Linked DNA regions of Sus scrofa: region 1 is linked to region 2. The links are chromatin contacts, called in public Hi-C maps. All regions are on one chromosome and are shown on one strand. Each heading gives the region's core, a stretch centred on a gene start, on an enhancer-like site or on the middle of the called end of the contact. The rest is flanking DNA. Distances are from core to core; before and after follow the strand shown.

Region 1 (4,634 bases), core at 760-3,259, 80 kb before region 2:
CTCGTACCTGACACCTGGAGCAGCACACGTCTACGGACTAAATGAAGGAATGTGCTGCTGCCCAGGAGCGGCGAAGCCAGGCTTGCGGGGTAGAGAACGTCGGACACCTCACGTGCAAACCATCCCCTTCATGGTCAGCACCATCCGGGGATTCCACTCCCAGCCCGGACCCTGGAGGAGCAGGCCAGCGGGACAGCACGCAAACTCCAGTTCTCTCGCGGAATTATAATCCATCCACCTTAGGTCTTTGAGGGGGTCTGTTTTGGTTTTAACTGGACACCCTTCAGCTGTTTATACATTTAGGGTCACTTCAGACTGTTAACCTGGGAGGCAATGTAAAGCCACAGGACTGGAACAGCTCCCAGAGGTGGGACAGCAGAACTGCTAAGGAGGGTGAGCTCTGAAGTCTGAGCTCAAATGTGTGCTAACTGGGTTAAGTTTGGGTAAGTTACCCTAGGCTACTTCCTGCCAGTATAATTTAAAGTGGGGTGCATGTGGCCAGAATGCAGTGCGACTCCACAAACATCTACTGAGCGCCTACAGTAAGCCAAGTGCTGGCAATACAGCAGGGCCCTGGGCGTCCAGTCTAAGCAGATGCTCGTCAGGGCCGGCTGGTTTCAGGTCCTTCGCGGCACGTGCCACTCCCTGAACCAGGCTTGCGCGCTCGTGTGTCCCCCTCACTAGAAGGTACGCAGCATGAGATCGGGGAACTTGTCCCTCTGGCTCATTCCTCCCCCTCCAGTGCCAAGCTTACGTTACTCAAGGCACTTGAAAAGATGGCACTGGGTAAGTCAGATGAGGTCCCAGACAAGAGACTCCTGGCACTTTCATTTTGGTGGAGAAGACGGGGCGGTAAGACGGAAAATAAAGACAGACGTTACAAGGGGCTCTGGCTTGCCACAAACACGCGTGGCCCCCTGGGCTTCCTCTGGGAAGATAAAAGATCTCGCCGCCCTGCGAGGCCCCCCTCGCTGCACAGACGTGAGCCGCGGGCATGAGGACGGCAGGGCAAGGAAGGCTGGGCCACGTCCCGCCAGAACGTGTGCGGAGGCTCCTGCCACTCTTTTGTTCAACGGGTATTTATTAGGCCCCTAGGACGTGCGGGGCAGGAAGCGGAGACGTGACACGGTCCTGTCCTCATGGAGTTTCCCTTCTAGTGTACCAGCAGGGTAAACAAGCGCGGAAACGGTCCTTCCAGGTCGTGGCAAGAGCCGACCTGCCCACGAACACATGCGACGGGGACCGGCTGCAGGCGTCCTCCCTGGGCAGGTGACAGCTGACCTATGCCCCGAGCAGGCGAAAAACCTTCTCGGCGAAGGCGCCCACACCAGGGCGGAGGCCGCACACTGGACAGGAACAGTTACACTGGCAACTGTGCGAGTGTCTCGAGGGCGAGGCGCAGGGAGGCTGTGGAGGAGCAGGCCCTGGACTCCCGCGCACGGACGCCTGGCGGCCCGGGGGCGCGGGGCGGGCGCGCCGTCGGGGGGGAGCGGGCGGGGGCCGCGGGCCGGGGGCCGACGTCACGGCCGCGCCGCCAGGCCCTCCGGAGCGCGGGAGGGGGTGCGGGGCGGCGGGCCCGGCCCGCGGCCGAAGATGGCGGGCCTCCGGGCTTACCTCGGAATTTGAGCTCGTGCTGCGGCTCGAGGCTCAGGACCTGCTCCACCTTCGCCATGTTCCTCGGCAGCGGGGCACCTCAGGCGGGGAGACCCCTGAGAGGTCACCTGGGGCGAGAAGCGTTAAGGCTGCGCCCCCTTTAAATTTGGAAAAGGGGGGGCCGGCCGGGGCGCGGGCGGGGGTCGCCGACGGGGTGCGCGCGGGGGGCGGCCTACGCGGTGCAGGCGCAGGGGCGGAGGGCGAGGGCGAGGCCGCGGTGCCCGGCGAGCGCACGGCACGCACGCACGCAGCGACGCACGCAGCGACGCACGCACGCACGCACGCACGCACGCAGCAGGCTGGCCTGCTCGGCCCGGGCGCGCGCTCGGGCTGTGGGGAGCTGAGCGCGCGCGGAGCCCCTGCCGGGCAGTGCGCAAGCGCAGCGCTGGCCGTGGGGGCGGGGCTGCCGGGCGGCAGGGGGCGGGGCGCCGCGCAGTCCCGGGGAGGGGCGGGTCCGGGACGCCGGGAGTCTTGGGCCGTCGCGGGGGAGACTATTTACTGAACGTCCTTGGGGGCCTGGCTTTGTGTTAAGTGCTTTACTCAATAATAATAATTAATAAGAATGAACTTCCACTTTCCCTTGTTTGTGCGGTGCCAGGCACTTAGAGACTGAATAATGATGAAAACACTATTTATTCTTATTATAAACATAATGTTTATTGGTGAATGATGTGTGCTAGGCACTGTGACGTATGGTAAACAATAAATATAAATTTAGTAAGGTACCAATTACTGCTTGCTTATTTTGTGCCACTCTGCTGAGCGCTTTGGATAACAGCAGCATCAATTGTATTAAATAAAATCTACTCTACGTGAAATGTTTACTAACAAATACGGTGCTGAATCCTGTGCTACTAAATGCAACAAATATTTAGAAACACCAGAAGCAGAAATGTTGACCTGGTTTCTACCCTCTCCCTAGAGCCGGTAGGAGGGACAACCTGTGAATAAATAACCGCACAAAAAAGTTCATTAAAAATTACTGAGAACCCAGATCTTCTTGGCCTCAAATGTGAACACTCTGCTTCACTATTGACATTTAAATTTTATTCCATTTATAATGTTCACGACATGAAATATGTTATTAATAGTCCCCTTTAATATATATGTATAGACGAAACACAGCAAAGAGCTAATACTGACTCTACATAGCAGGCATATGTGGTTTCTTTGCACTATTCTTCCCATTTTTCAGTACGCTTGGAATTCTTCATAATAAAAGGTTTTTTTAAAGATAATCTTTGTCTTTTAACTAGAGCATTTGGTGCATTTATACTTATTATATTTACGATCTATCTGGATTTATTTCTACCATCTTATTTGCCCCTTCTATTTGCCATGCCTGCTTTTTTTTTTTTTTTTTTCCTCTCCTTTCATGCTCCTTGGGTGCTGATGTTTTTTCTCATTCCGCTTTTCTTCCTCTTTCATACTCTGTTTCTGTTGTTTTAGTGATTACTCTTCACCTTACTACCTGAAAATAAAAGCACTTAGGGGTACTATAATGACCCATATACTAAATAATATGCCTTAATTGTAGTATATTTTCAGTTTAATCTTTTCCTTTTTCACCTCAGTGAGTCATTACTAAATTGCTGTATACAGTCAGTGTTAATTTAGACTCAATCACACTGTTACCAATTTCTTTGCTCATCTTCTTGCTTCTCAGAACTTAAAACTAGGATCACTTTCCTTGTCCCTTAAGTACAACCTTTAAATTCTATTTCAGTGAGGGTTTGTTGGAGCAAATGCCCTTGGTTTTTGTTCACCTGAAAATGACTTTAGGAGTTCCTGTCGTGGTTCAGTGGTTAAGGAATCCGACTAAGAACCATGAGGTTACAGGTTCGATCCCTGGCCTCGCTCAGTGGGTTAAGGATCCCGCATTGCCGTGAGCTGTGGTGTAGGTCAGCAGCTACAGCTCTGATTGGACCCCTAGCCTGGGAACCTCCATCTGCCGTGGGTGAGGCCCTAGAAAAGACAAAAACCAAAAAACAAACTTTATATTTCCCTTGTTTTGAGAGGTATTTTGCCTGGTTTCCTAGAGGGACAATCATTTACTCTCAGCACTGAGAAGATGCCACCACTGATTTCCAGCTCCCACTGTTACTGGCTGAGCTTTCAGATGACAATCTCCTCGTTATTCCTGCAAAAATAATCTGTTTTTTTCCTGTCCTGGGGTTCTACAGTCTTATCACAATATACCTTTTAATTTATTGTCTTAGCCCATTCAGACTGCTCTAACAAAATACCTTATAAAGGGAGTTCCCGTTGTCGTGACTCAGCAGTCACGAACCCGACTAGCTTCCATGAGGACGTGGGTTTGATCCCTGGCCTGGCTCATGAGTTAAGGATCCAGCGTTGCCATGAGCTGTGGTGTAGGTCGCAGGTGAGGCTCAGATCCCACTTGAATGTGGCTGTGGCTGTGGTGTAGGCCGGCAGCTGCAGCTCTGATTGGACCCCTAGCCTGGGAACTTCCATATGCCTCAGGTGCAGCCCAAAAAAGACAAAAACAAGAACAAAAATACCATAGGGAGTGGATGGCTCAAACAACGGTATTTATTTCTCACAGCTCTGGAGCCTGGGAAGTTCAACATCAGAGCACCAGCAAATTCTGTGCCAGGCAAGAGCCTACTTTCTGGTTCCTCGGCAGCTGTTCTTTTGCTCTCTGGGGTCTCTCTCTCGCTCTCTTTTTTTTTTTTTTTTTTTTTTTTTTTTTTTTTTTTGTCTTTTTTGCCATTTCTTGAGCTGCTCCCTCGGCATATGGAGGTTCCCAGGCTAGGGTTGTAATTGGAACTATAGCCGCCGGCCTACACCACAGCCACAGCCAACACCAGATCCGAGCTGTGTCTGCGACCTACACCACAGCTCACGGCAACGCCGGATCCTTAACCCGCTGAGCAAGGCCAGGGATCAAACCCGCAACCTCGTGGTTCCTAGTCGGATTCGTTAACCACTGCGCCACGACGGGAACTCCTTGGGTCTCT
Region 2 (4,277 bases), core at 1,463-3,962:
GGGGTGGTCATGAAGGAGGAAGACACCTGCCGAGGAGAAGGAAGGGGGAGGGGATGAGTGGAAAGCCTCGTATCTGTCTCTTCTGCGGGTGTGAGCCTAGACCACCCAGTGCAGAGAGTGGGACTCCAGGAGGTTAAAGACCCCAGCACCTGTCGGACTAGGGGGGCTGGCAGACAGGGAAGCGGGGATGCCCAGGACCGCGCCCCAGGCCTCCGCATGACTGCCAGAGCTAGACCCTCCGTCTCCCCTCTTCTCGTCTGAGAGCGCACTTCCACCCAAGCCAGCCTTGGGGTGGTCAGCGCTGACGTGGGGTGAGGTGCGTCATTCTCTGAGTCGCCAGCTCTCCCTGCTCTCACTTCCTGTCCATTCGCTTTCCCAGGCAGGTAGTGACACGCAGGCCCTGAGGAGGATGAGTTCACACCTTAAGCGTGTGGACAGACGCAGTTCTCTCTTGAAGGGTCCTGGAAGGCATTTTCACCTCGCAAAGTGAGTGGCTGCGGCACCGTCACGCCTTCGGATGCGTGTGGATGTGCTGTAACATAGCTCCCAATTGGGCGGAACACAATTTCTTTAAATGGGAGAAACTATGTGATCAGGGGTTTGCAGAGCAGCTACTTAGTTTTACCAGCAATAACAAAATACTAAAATCCATGAAACAAAACTTCTCAAGAGAAAGAGTTAATATCACATTTAAACACTCGGGAAAGTTTTCGCAAAGTCAAAAAGCCTATAGCCAATTTCGCTTATTCTAAGAACCAGATACCTGAAAAAAACCCTTACGGTTTGACATTAATTTATCAATTCATCATTACTCCTAGTGCAGGAAGGTGTGAGAAAGGTTCAGAAAGACCATAAACTACTTTTCAGAAAGAACTAAAGCCACCTAAAATTTCTTTCAGTTGACATGCTGGAAAAAAATTATTAGGACCTGTTTTCTTCTGCCTTATTTCAAGATGTAATTGGTGTTATAGTCACAGGCTGAAGGCATTATGTGTATTCTAAAACAAACTTAAACTCATGTTTCCATTTTGAAGTTTTCACGAAATCAAAAGCCAATTTTTCTAAAACCCAGCAATCTGTGAGGGTTTTAAGCCCTTCCTGAGACAAAAGGAACCACTGCCTCGAAATTTACTAGAGTTTAAAATGAGGATGCCGCCCCCTGTGACACATTTTTAATGAGAAAGGACTTTCAATACACCTTTACATGTATATTCAATAAGCTCCATCTCTTACCCTATTGTTGGGTTGATGTTGGGATCAAAGCTGTCTTCCACAAACCGCCACACAATGCTGGATTTACCCACACCTGTATCCTGAAAGAGAATGAGACAGGTGAATCAGAAAAGGTTTACCTGCTTGAAGACACTGAAAACGATCTTGTGCCAAGAGCTGAGGACTTTAGAAAAATCATCCTGAATTTTAGAAGTTAAGGGACACCAAGGAAGTCTTTATAAACATTCAGTGGAGTACTTCGGAGATTTCAAAACGGATTGTAGGAGAGGGGTTTTGAGCTTTTAAGAGACACGAGAACCTTCTGAAAGACCCAAAGTCTCTGCTTAGTGTGAAAAGTGACAAACTCACTTGCTTTCTGACCTGTATAACTCACTCTGAACTCTTGAATTACTTCTGAGTAATCCCTGATATATCCCAGCCCCACCCAATCTGGGAAAGAGGAAAACCAATGGAAATCTTTATCAGTCTTTCAAGCAGCAACTCAGGAGAGCATCAACCTCAGATATGCTCCCAAACAGCAAAGGTGCCTTGACAAGACAGGAAACTTAAGCTGCAAACTAATTTTGGGGCCTCCTGATTTGAATGTCTCCCCCCGCTCCACGAAAAGTAACTCTTCCTGAAGTGTCAGGGGTATCCCACAAGTTCAAAAGACCAAGCTTTGTAAAACCTAAAGGCCTGTTATGGGTTTTACTTTGCAAGACTGGGCCAACTCCTAACTAGTACATGGGTAGGAAACTATTCAAGAGCTGCTCTTAACCTAGATGCAAGGGGAGGCAGGGAGGGCTCTTCATCCTCTGGGGGGCAGGACGACTCCTAGGGCTCCAGACAAGGCGGAAGGTCCCCCGGCCCAGCAAAACCTTCAGGAGGGAGCGGCCCGGTGGGCTGGACGGCCCGGGGGCTGGAGGGTGGGTCCCGGGGCAGGTAGGCGGCGTCCGGCGCGGAGGTTGGGGGAAGGGGCGGGGGGATGTGGGCACGCCCGGGTCCCCGGCCCGCCCGGCCTCCCGCGGCCCTCCTGGCCAGCCGGTCACCACTCACCCCCAGCAGACACACTTTGAGCTCCCTCAGCGCCATGGCCCGGGAGCAAGGGGCGCGGGCCCGCCGCCGCCCTAAGTTGAGGAGGGAGAGGCCCGGCCCAGCACGAGCATCCCCCGGCGCCGCCGCCGCACGGCCTAGCCCCGGCTGCGGGGCGCGTCTAGGCGGCGGCCGCCCGTTCGCCGGCCCTCGGCCCGGCCCGTCCGTCGCCAGCCGCGCGGGGCCCTCCTCAGCAGCCGGGACGGTGCGGCGGGCTCCCGGGCGCCTCCGCTGCCGCCATCTTGGGACGCCAGCCGGGTCACCTGACCTCCCCGCCCACCTCGGCAGCCACCTTCGCCGAGAGGGCGGGGCCGGCCGGCGCCGCGAGGCTGGCGGGGAGGCCCGGGCCCGGGGGCGGGGCCCGAGGCCAGATTCCCCGCCCCTCTCCCGCCGGCCCCGCCCCCTCCCGCCGGCCCCGCCCCCGGGCCCATCCCAAGATGGCGGGTGAGTGGGGCCGGGCTCTTGGGGCGCCCCCTCCCCTCTAGCCGTGATCGCCCCGCGAGGCCGGGGGAGCCCTATCCCGGCCCCGAGCCTGCCTGCCGCAGCCCCCTCGTAACTTCTTGTGTGTCTCTTGGTTTTCAGAAATTCCCCCGGTACTTTGTGGACTTGCCGGATGACTTAGACGATTGTAAGTAACAGTTGGGGCGTCCCCGCCCCTGCCCGGGAACCTCTCACAGAATTCGGGGTGCACTGAACTTGGGGGTGGGACCTACAAACTAGGCTCGGCGCGTTGGGAGCAGAAGAGCGGGACCCCAACTGTCTAGACCACTTGTGGCGGTCCCTCCTCTCTGCGCGGGGCGGCCGAAGATGCGGAGCCCCCTCCCCGCCACCGGGAGGATTTTTGTTGTTGGGACACTTCTGACTTCCTGTCACTTTCTTCCTCCTCCTCCTCCTCGTGCCCCTGCGGCGGCCCTGCGGGGACCGGCGTCCAGAGTCCCGGAGGTGCTGGGCGGGAGGAGGCGTGGCCGCCGTGGGCGTGGGGGAGCGACCCCCCGGGTCTCCGCTTTGCCCTCCCTGGGCACTTCCCCGAGGGCGGGCAGTTGGGAGGCCCGGCTCTCCGGTGGCCGCCGCGGAGTTCTCACGCGTCCTGGCCGCAAGCTCACCTCCGCCTCGTCCAGGGAGCCCCTTGTCGCCCGCCTTTCTCCAGGGGTCTCCTTCTCCTGTCACGTCGTACCCTGTCCTTTAACATCGCTTTAAGGGCAGATGGCTGGGGAAGGTTTTCCTGGACTTGCAAGTTCCTAATTGTGGTGAATGAAGCTTTGCTTTTCCATTCAACAAACATTTCTTGAGCACCTGCTGGTTCTGGGCTGGGCCAGCCCGGCACCCACAAAGATGAACCATTCACCAGGCTGACTCTCAGGGACTCAGGGTCCGGGGAGAGACTTGTAAACAGATAATTACCACGTGGGGGATGCCTGCTGGTGAAGGAGGTCGTACATCATCACGGTGGTCAATATTAATGGGGGGGGGGGCTACTGGGCTCTTCCTTTCCCCACCTGCACGTTTCAGAATAGTAAGAACTGGTGTTTACTGAAAACACCATAGGTCAGGCACAGTTTAAACCCTTTACACACATTGTCTCTCTTATTTTTATTTTATTTTACTTTATTTATCTTTTTGGTCTTTGTCTTTTTAGGGCTGCACCTGCAGCATATGGAGGTTCCCAGGCTAGCCCACAGGAACTCGGGGTCCGAGCTGCATCTGTGACCTACACCACAGCTCATGGCAACACCAGATCCTTAACCCACTGAGTGAGGCCAGGGATTGAACCCGTGTCCTCATGGATGCGAGTCGGGTTCTCTGACCGCTGAGCCACGAAGGAGACTCCACACATTGTCTTTTTTAGAAGGAGGCAATTTTATTGAAGCAGAATGACACTTGAAGGGGCCAGCAATTAGGAGTGTGGGTTCTGGAATCAGCTGGCCAGTCTTTACTGGCTGTGTGATCCTGGCCAAGTCACTGTACCACTCTGA

What was found. A called contact is a pair of places that touch in the nucleus more often than the background predicts.
Region 1: a Hi-C map of alveolar macrophages shows a contact between it and region 2, with 2.2 times the contacts expected there. The contact joins the promoter of VAPB here to the promoter of PPP4R1L in region 2. A contact is called at or near these places in 1 of 5 promoter capture datasets (liver), 4 of 47 Hi-C or Micro-C datasets (alveolar macrophages, heart right ventricle and liver) and 2 of 2 datasets of contacts at active chromatin or transcription factors (alveolar macrophages and skeletal muscle).

The regions. Positions count from the first base shown.
Region 1 is chr17:58,592,124-58,596,757 of Sscrofa11.1, reverse strand. VAPB (VAMP associated protein B and C) reads right to left here and starts at 2,009. Exons shown (of 6, transcript NM_001123213.1): 1 at 1,615-2,009. The coding sequence starts at 1,672.
Region 2 is chr17:58,513,257-58,517,533 of Sscrofa11.1, reverse strand. PPP4R1L reads left to right here and starts at 2,712. Exons shown (of 13, transcript XR_002340199.1): 1 at 2,712-2,748; 2 at 2,887-2,932. It overlaps RAB22A (RAB22A, member RAS oncogene family), which reads right to left and starts at 2,549. Exons shown (of 7, transcript NM_001123174.1): 1 at 2,269-2,549; 2 at 1,234-1,313. The coding sequence starts at 2,304.